Regions from separate parts of the Mus musculus genome. Here region 1 is linked to region 2. Evidence: chromatin contacts called from public promoter capture Hi-C data. All regions are on one chromosome and are shown on one strand. Each heading gives the region's core, a stretch centred on a gene start, on an enhancer-like site or on the middle of the called end of the contact. The rest is flanking DNA. Distances are from core to core; before and after follow the strand shown. Region 1 holds the start of Ppp1r42 (protein phosphatase 1, regulatory subunit 42). Region 2 holds the start of Tcf24 (transcription factor 24).

Evidence for each region. Promoter capture Hi-C pulls out the DNA fragments that hold promoters and counts their contacts.
Region 1: a promoter capture Hi-C map of macrophages shows a contact between it and region 2, with 8 read pairs. The contact joins the promoter of Ppp1r42 here to the promoter of Tcf24 in region 2. A contact is called at or near these places in 8 of 39 promoter capture datasets (the 3T3-L1 cell line, 3T3-L1-derived adipocytes, the C10 cell line and 4 more), 14 of 484 Hi-C or Micro-C datasets (the AML12 cell line, the C10 cell line, CD4 T cells and 8 more), 2 of 115 datasets of contacts at active chromatin or transcription factors (bone marrow-derived macrophages and embryonic stem cells) and 4 of 9 other capture datasets (adipose tissue, embryonic stem cells, liver and 1 more).

Annotation. Positions count from the first base shown.
Region 1 is chr1:10,007,126-10,011,903 of GRCm38.p6, reverse strand. Ppp1r42 (protein phosphatase 1, regulatory subunit 42) reads left to right here and starts at 2,768. Exons shown (of 9, transcript NM_145692.2): 1 at 2,768-2,832. It overlaps LOC115487608 (a small nuclear RNA gene), which reads left to right and starts at 1,987; the gene lies at 1,987-2,090.
Region 2 is chr1:9,964,395-9,969,075 of GRCm38.p6, reverse strand. It overlaps Tcf24 (transcription factor 24), which reads left to right and starts at 1,266. Exons shown (of 3, transcript NM_001285425.2): 1 at 1,266-1,352; 2 at 1,559-1,977. The coding sequence starts at 1,591. It overlaps Ppp1r42 (protein phosphatase 1, regulatory subunit 42), which reads left to right. Exons shown (of 9, transcript NM_145692.2): 9 at 145-454. The coding sequence ends at 256.

The DNA.
Region 1 (4,778 bases), core at 1,519-4,018, 41 kb before region 2:
CAGTCTCAATCTCAGAGTATTTTTTATTTGACTTATACATGTAATACTATAGACAAGAATTTCTTGAAGCCTGCCAAATTTCTGCCTCAGTGGAAAATACATAGCTGATTGTTTCACAGTGTGCCACTAGGCAGGGGTTATATGTCACATCTTTACGAGAGAATATATTCTCTTAAGCTAACTAATTGCATTTTAAAATTAATTAGTAGATTTGGAGAGATGACCTGGTTAAGTGCCTGTGGGCAAACATGAGGTCTTGGGTTTAGATCTTCAACGCCCACGTGAAAAGCAGCGTGTTGCAGTACACATCCCTAACACCTCAGACAAGCAGATCCCTGCTTACCAACAGCCAGCCTAGCCCAAGGGGTGAGCTTCAAATTCAGTGGGAGAATTTGTCTCAAAAATTAAGATGTAGAGGGCTACAGAAGTGGCTAGCAGTTAAGAGTACTTCTTGCTCTTCTAGAAGACCTGAGTTCCAATCCTTACACGGGGCTGTTCGGAGCTGCTCAAGAAGATCAGATGCCCTCTTCTGGCTTCTTCAAGCACACACACACACACACACACACACACAAATACACACACATCCATACGCACATGAACATAAACATACATAAACACCCCCTACACACTCATATTTGTTAGTAACTCAACCATGTTAAACACAAATAATCATGATTTTCAACCACATGAAGATCCAAAATGAAGTTTCAAAATGTAATTTTACCATTTTTATAAATCTTGCTACTAAAAATAGAAGGAAAACCTCTATTTTAGTAACATATATAGTCATAATCATGCCACCAAAAAATGACATTTAAATATGTCCATGTCTAGATGTACATATCATATTGCATACTTAAAGGTATATATACCACGTAAGGTGGCCTGGACAGCCCCAAATATTCAAAAGTCAAAGGTGGAAGGGTTATGTGAGCTGATAAACCTGAACCAGTAAAGTTGAGCCCAGTCTGAGGTGCATAGTGAGAAACTTATCTCAAATATAAAAAATAAATGTGTACATAGCTTTCCCACAAATGAGAGCACATTTCATTTCATGATATATGAAAATTTTCTAAAACCAAGACTTCTAGAGCAAGTGAGTCTCGTTGACTTTCTAAACCTAGGCCTTACTAAACTTGGAGGCCTTACTAAGCAAGGCCTTTAACAGTTTTAGCTGCAGACTAAGTGCTATACAGAGAATTAAGTCAGCCCTCGACACCTTGTTAAAGTTGTTGCCTCCAATGGAATGATCCATTAAACTCATAGGACAGGCATCTGGTTTGTTTTAATGTATTGTTTTAATTATTCTCTCACTTCCTGTCCTTCTACAGCTTTTTCTCCTGGGAGGCAACCCTTGTACATGAGCCATTCTCCAGTGTAACTGAATTCCCGGCCTGAATCATTATCTTTCCTTTTGTGGCTGATGAATCTATACCTGGCTTCTCTTAGCATTTCTCTTTCCTTCTTCCCTCACCACAACTGGTTTCAACAATGAGTTGGGGGTTTGTTTTGTTTTGTTTTTAAATGGATTTTCAAGTTGAGGTTCAGCCCTGGCTGTTTATAGACTCACAAAGATCCACCTGCCTCTGCCTCCATAGCGCTGAGATTAAAGGTATGCACTATATCCCGAGAGTCCTTTTCACTGTGAATGATGGTTTCTTGTACTAAGTGTTGTCCTTCTTATCTTTCATTCCTGTTATTTATTTTACAAACATTTGTCAAGCAAGTACTGGTATACACCGCATTAGGTATACACAGCATTTGCCTACCCACTGACAATGGTGAGAGAAAAGAATGCTGTCCTCAGTTCTTTTCTTTCTTTCGCTCTTTCTTTCTTTTTCTTTTACAAAGGCAGATCCTTGTTATGCTAAAGAACTTCATATTAGTTGTTGAGGAAAACAGAAACTAACAAAATGCAACAGTAAGGCTTTCTGAAAGTTTACCCTGATCTAAGCTGAGATAAAGAGGGAATAAAACGTAAGAGGGGTGATCACTTCGGCAGCATATGTACTAAAAGTGGAACAATACAGAGATTTGCACGGCCTCTGCACAAATATGACACACAAATTTGTGAAACATTCCATATTTTTGTGACTGGGAGCGTGCGGGGCAGGTGGTGGTGGCGGCGGCGGTGATGGTGAGTGGGATGAATAAACTAAAAACAAACAAACAAACAAAAAACAGATGGCAGTGGCTCGTGCCTTTCATCCTAACAGAGGTAGTGGATTGATGTCAGAGTTCGAGGTCAGCCCAAGTTCCAGGACAGACAGAGCTACACAGAAAAACCCTGTCTCAAAAGACAACAAAAACAAAAACAAAACAAAAGAGGAAAGAAAACGTGCTATTGATACCCCAAAAGCTGGAGAATGGAACAGAGCATATCGGAACCCGAGAATCCTGAATAAGACAGGAAGCGGCAAGCTGCGAGGAGTGCCGTGACTATCAACCCAAGTTTGGGTTTTATCCTAGCAATGAATGTGGAGTTCTGGCTGTACCTACAGGCTATTCCTTTGGGTCTATACAGGGGCAGGTGTGGTTACCGGACACTAAAATAATCAAAGGTGATGGAGAGGGAAACGATAGCCTGCAAATCTTATTCTGCCCAAACTAACTGGTCTTTTTCGGGACCACCAGTGCACAACACCAACTCTCTGGCGTCCCTGTCACAAAGAGCCAGACTCAAGGCGGGCCCTGCGGGCTTCCCTGACGTCACGAGACTTAATCTGCCTGGGCGTTTGGAGCATTTGGTCGCCTGGCAACCGCCGCTGGCTTTGGAGGAGCCTGGCACAAGGACACTGACCAAACCAGTTACAGACCCGACTGGACAGAGCGGTGAGAAGCCCCCCGAAAAGCCTAGCCAGGAATGTTCGTGCACGCAGACTCTTAATACCGGTTAAAGTGCAGGTCCCTGAGCCCTGTCCCTAAACAGCTAGAATAGCAGACACACTTTAGAAGACTAGTTCGGACCAGCAGGCAAGGCTGGAAGCTCTCTAGAAGCCGGAGGGTGGAGGGGGCGAGGGAGCGGGGCCCAGGCTTTGAAAAGTCTGGAGGGCTGAAGCCCCACTTAGAGAATCTGGAAGCCACTGAGCTAAGGCCTAAGAAGAAATGTAGGTAGAAACCAAACTCTGAAACTGTCTGTCCTACCCAGTCTGCAAGGAGCCTAGAGGTGATAATCAGCAGAGGACCCATTCCCAGAGCCTTTCCCTCTGGTTTCTGGGAAGATGAGTCCCAGCAGTTGTATCCAATAGGAGATATTATGGAAAATGACTTCTCTTCTGAGAAAATCAAGGACACTCCTACAAGTGTTGACCTTATTGCTTTTATTATAATGTTCTAAAATGTACACAAGTTCAACTAAGTGCAGTTTAAGCCCTCTGGGGCTTATTATTTCTCTAAAACAATGAAACTACACTACAGTAAAGTTAGAGTTGGTGCTTTCTTGATGAAAAGAATGGTGGTGTTTTGACAAAACAATTTTCATGAACTCCCAAGCAGTTTATTATTTAATATTTTATGTTGTGGGTTATGGTGAGTCTCTCCCTTTCCACATTCAAACCCCTGGGTATTTTTCCTATAGCTTACTGATTACATTCCTTGGCCTTCTCTTGATTTAAAAATATTTTCAGCTTGTCTCTTCTTTTCCAAAAAGTCTCATGTAGCCCAAAATACCCTAATACTCACTTGTAGCCAAAGCTGCCCTTGAACTTCCTTCTTCTACCTCCTAAATTCTGGGGTTATATGAGTGCCACCAGCTCAGCTGCCTCCTTTCTTTACAGAGGCACCAGTTTTTATACAGAATTCATCTGTGGTGAAATAATTAAAAATATACTACTCTCTTGCCGGGCGGTGGTGGCGCACGCCTTTAATCCCAGCACTCGGGAGGCAGAGGCAGGCGGATTTCTGAGTTCGAGGTCAGCCTGGTCTACAAAATGAGTTCCAGGACAGCCAGGGCTATACAAAGAAACCCTGTCTCAAAACAACAACAAAAAAACCACTCTCAAATATGCTGCTCTGGCACATTGACTATTTTAAGTTAAAGACACTTGAAATCACAGCAGGTTGCCTGCCCACTGTTCTGCCTACCTGCCTGTCTGCTGACTGCTTCCCTTGTTAAAAGCCCTTTCCTATTCAAGGAAAACAAAAAACGTTTTCACTGTTAAAAACAAATGAAACAAGAAAATAGCAAAGACAAGTCCAGGGCTGGGAAAAGATCAATGACAATCAATGACAGAATTTATTATCTAATAGGAATATGCATAAGTTCTAAAACTTAAGTATCAAATCACAACCCAGTAGGAATAATGAATAAAATATGGAAAGAGCAATTAGCACATAAAAGGAAGTCTGAAAGGCTGACAAGGGAATGCTTCACTTTCTGCAGGGTGTCAAGAGTGGTACATTAAAACCCAACTTAAAAATATTGGGCTGGAGAAGAGCACTGCCTGCTCAACCCCAGCCACCACAGGGTGGCTCACAACCATCTGTAATGGGATCTGATGCCCTCTTCTGGCGCATAGGCATATATGCGAGCAGAACACTGTATACATAATAAATCTTAAAAAACAAACAAAAAACAACAAGAAAAAGCTGCTGATATCAGAGCTTTAACTGCATCTATAGGGACTCTGCCACTACCATCACCAATAAATGTCAAAGTCCCACTGAAGGACAATTTGGTTGAATGCAGTGACATTAAAATGTGCAGTCCAGGAATGGCCACCCCTAGATTAAACCTTGCTCTAAAGACAACACAGACAAGAAGCATAAAAGCGGCATTA
Region 2 (4,681 bases), core at 17-2,516:
TAACCTCCCTCTGTCTGTGTGCCTCTCAAAGCAGGGAAGCCTGGATAGTTATGAACCTTTTCTACCAACAGTGTGTCCTGGGTACTTTATCACCTTTTTCTGCATGTCAATTAAATGCTGGTGTGTTTTTGTTTGTAAATACAGGAATCTGTCCTTGAAGGAATCTGAAAGCTCGCTAACAAAAAACGATATCCATGAACCTCACCTTCTCCAAAATCCAAAAGTAAAGGAAAATTTGTCTGAGAAAAAGGAGTAAATTCAGCCTCGAGTGATTTGATTTCTTCATAGAACTAGGCAACAGCATGTTTTGAGGGTTTGTGGACTTCACTTATCTCGGTGTGTAAGTTGTTTGATTTGTTTCTTTATAGAATCTGAGACTTTGCTTTATGTGCGTGAATTCTGGGATCTATTTACTTTATTAGCTATTAAATAAAATTTGCCAGGAAATAAAATGTGGTTTCGTATTATGTGGTTTCTTATTCAACACAAGTCCTTTTGAATCAAGGAAATCTGAGTGTGCGTTCTAAAGCCTAAAGCCCATTACAGTCTTAGAATCACCGTGATTCACTGACAAGTCCACGTTTCGGTCCATCGTGGTATAAAAAGTCCTGCGTTGCTATCTTACTGTTTGGTATTCCCGACGTGGAAAGTTAGAAATCTGCAGCGAAATGTTCGCGAATCTATAAACTAGCCTTGCCCTCAGTGACATTTCATATCTGATACTCAGAACCTGCAAAGAGGAAACCGCGCTGATTCCTATCCCGGTTCAGAGAATCTGGCTGGGCTGCGGCGAGAACCGCGTCCGCCACGGGCTGCAGCACTGAGTCCCGCCGGCGCCGGGGTCAGCCTGAGCCTGTGGGCGAGCGGGTGCCGAGGCCGGAAGGCGGCCGTGGCGGTGGCGGGTCTCTAGGTCACGGTGTACTGAGGAAAGGCTTCTACTGCAAGAATCTTCACCTTGTAGAATTAAAGGCGGACGGGGACGCACACGCGACGGCTCTGCTCCTGAAGTCCCGCTGTACTAAACCCCCGGGTCCCGTCCCAGCTGGACCACCGTAAACTACTCTCAACCTTCCGGCCAGAGGGGGCGGGGCCAGGCGTCCGCCCCACCCCCGAGCGGTTTGATTGATGAGTCTATCCGCCGAGGGGGCGGCTCCGGGACGCCGCTGCCCCTAACCCAAGGGCTCGGGTGGGAGACCCTCTCGGCCCGACGTGGCTTTGCTGGCTTCGGACGCCCACATAAAAGGCGGCGCAGAGCCTGGACAAGGATGGAGTGACCCACCCGCTCGACGCCCTTGGCCGCCTAGCCCTGCTCAGCCGAACCCCGCACGGCCGCTGCGGTGGGGGGAGGAAAGGTGAGGTGACGCCAAGTCCGAGGTGAGGCCGAGTCCTGCAGCCCCGTTTCCCCGGGCGGGCGGGCGGGCGGGCGGGCGGGCGGGGTGTGTCAGCGGGGACCGGAGCCTGAGCCCTGGGCGCCTTCAGGAGCAGCTCAGCACCTGGGGACTCGAGGGCGAGGGCGAGGCCGCGAGGCCGGGGCTCACGGCCGCCCGCTCCTTTGCAGTGCACGCCGGGGAAATCGGAGCCGGAGTCGCCATGGAGCGCGGCCGTCCCGCTAGCAGCCCACGCAGCGCGGAGTCCGCCGCGCCGCCCGCCGCCGCCCGCGACTGGAGCCCAGGACCGACCGGGACCGGGCCAACAGGCCTCAGCGGGGTCGCGGCGCGCTCCGGGGGTGGCCGTCCAGCCGCCGCGAACGCCGCGCGGGAGCGCAGCCGAGTGCAAACCCTGCGACACGCCTTCCTGGAGCTGCAGCGCACGCTGCCGTCGGTGCCGCCAGACACCAAGCTGTCCAAGCTGGACGTGCTGCTGCTGGCCACCACCTACATCGCCCACCTCACCCGCAGCCTGCAGGACGACACCGACGCGCCCGGAGACCCCGGTCTGGGCGCCTTGCGAGGCGACGGCTATCTGCACCCAGTTAAGGTAGGCGACTCTTCTGGGCTAGGAGCCCTCGAGCCACACTGTCACCGCCTGAGCAGATCCCACGGATCTGGCATTCCTCCCAGCCACCTGGGCGATGGTGACAAGGTCCCCACTGCAAGAGGCTGCTTCTTAACAGTTTGCAATCTAGAGGCTGGAGCGTTTAATTCTACCTGGACTCGCACACAAATTTCTCAAGCTTGGTAAAGATTTTCGGTCTTTCAGGGTGAAAAATAGGTCGGCTGTTGTACCTTCTGACTACCTGGTAACAACTAAGTTACATTCATGCCTTCGAGTGTCAAGTGTCTTTAACTTAAATAGTTGCATTCCTACTGTCTTTTTCTTGAGCTAATCCAAAAGCTTCATGAATTAAACGGAATCATGGAACTAATTCTTGGCCCCTAAAGTAATTATTAAAAAAAAAAAAAACCTGCCAAAATCATTAAAAACAAATGAGAGCATTCAGCATCCCCATAGAGTAAAATTTCAATCACAGTTAAATCTAGTGGAATATACAGCCACCAAGAATGTTAGAAGAAAACCCATGTTTCCATTAACTGTCATATTAGATTGCCTGTATGTTGAGTGAATTGGTCTGTATTCAGATTAGCCAAGAGAAACCATTTTGCATGATTTCTTTACGTATATGTGAAGTGGTCATGAGTGGGACTTGCATTTTCACCGTGGTGCAGTGGTCTCTGCATCATCATCTTCTAGATTTCTTTTGAAACCTTCAATTGATCTTTCTCTTCAGAATGGAGAATCTCTCTGTTGTCTAGATTTAAGTGTTCAGATTTGTGTCACTCTGTTCTGAAGTATTTGAACACAAATTCACACAATTAGAACTTAATCTTAAGTATCTAAGTGTTGAATAGATTATGAGTTAACAAAAATGAGGAGCTACATTTTGTTGAAATGTAATAAAACACATCTAATTTTATTTGTGTTTAAAATTATAGAATGCATTTTAACAAAACTTACTTTGAAAATACTATTAACATGGTGGTAGACTTAAACAGCTTAAATGTTAAGTGTGAAAACCTGAAATATTATTTATAATAATAATAGAACTCATTCCATCCCCGAGTTTTATAGCTGAAAACTCACTCATTATAATTAAGAGTTTTGTATTACAGTGAGCATTAAATTAATGGGATCCAGCTATCTCACTAATAGTTATCTCTGACTTGATGTTTGCCATATATCCCAAGAATGTCTATTTGAACATTAAGATTTCAATATCATAAGTAGAAGCTAAATGTCTCCCTCATAGTTGATAAAATTTAGAAGGAGATCAAGTCTTTCACCTCAGTGTCAAACAAGGCTTTCTTGATTGCAAAATGCTAGAGACATCGGGGTTAGAAAGAAACAGGCAGAGCAAACTAGCACTGCACTTGACTCGCATGGCAAATGTTCTTATCCTTAGAACTGTTTTAAGGAAAATAATCTGATTTTCTGTCTGATTCTAAAAGACAGTGCCCATAATATCTAAATTTCTAAACCTAGAGATAATTATAGAAGGGCAACGATTATCTCATAAAAGATGAAATTGACAATAGTTAACAATGGCTAGTTTAAAATTAAACATTTGATTTAACACTATGTAGAAATCTTTGCTTTAGGACAGGAAATACAACTGGAAGACTCAATCTCTTCCCTAAACAAATACAATATGGAGCTTAAAATAAAAATATAAATTGTAGTAGAGTACCGTAAAGAAGGATATTATATTGATTAAGAAAAACAGTCTAGCCGGGAGGTGGTGGCGCAGGCCTTTAATCCCAGCACTTGGGAGGCAGAGACAGGTGGATTTCTGAGTTTGAGGCCAGCCTGGTCTACAGAGTGAGTTCCAGGACAGCCAGGGCTACACAGAGAAACCCTGTCTCAAAAAAAAAAAAAAAAAAAAAATCTAAATCACCAGCTGTGGAGCTTCAGAAAACAGAAACTTTACATACTTTGTTGAAATTGGCTGCCTACATTTTATGTTTAAATATTAAGTCTAATCCTTAATACAACAATAATAAAAATATTCTGATCATTTTACTTTAATAAAGCCTTATTATAAACTTCCATAGATAGCCCTTATGGTTTTAAAGTTACTATTCCTATAATACAACAGTGTTACTAAGTGCTACACAAATTACTAACAATATTTTAACAAATATTCCAGTTCTGTCCAGTTTGAAATGTCAGGCCTCCTAAGCACTATTATGAGCATATTAGAATGATTGGGGACTTCAGAACATCACAGATGTAGAGCGAGATAGAGTCAGGGGTGAGGCTCGGTGGAGTTTGCACGGCCTTGGCTTCTGCTCACTTAGCTGGAAGATGGATGGAGAAGTGAACTTCTGAGGCTCACCTTGGGAAACTGGCAGTTTCAGTCAGCACTAGGGGCCCAGATCGTACAGAGACTCTCTAACTGCCAAGCCCCATGAGAGTCACTCTCCATACGATGGTAAAGAAGAATTTTAAAACTGTGTTCATCTGGGGGTCAGCTAGTTAGAGTAAGAGAGCATTTTTAAAGCTCTTCAATTCGGGCTCAGTTCTGGTTAATTGCTATATTTTATACGTTTAAACAAAGCAACATCATTTTAAGTATTTCTTAAAAATAGAGAACAAAGCATAACGATGTATACGTGCACATGAAGTTGCCAAAGGTTTATTACTTGATATGCAAACCTAAGAATTTATAATCCATATGATTTAA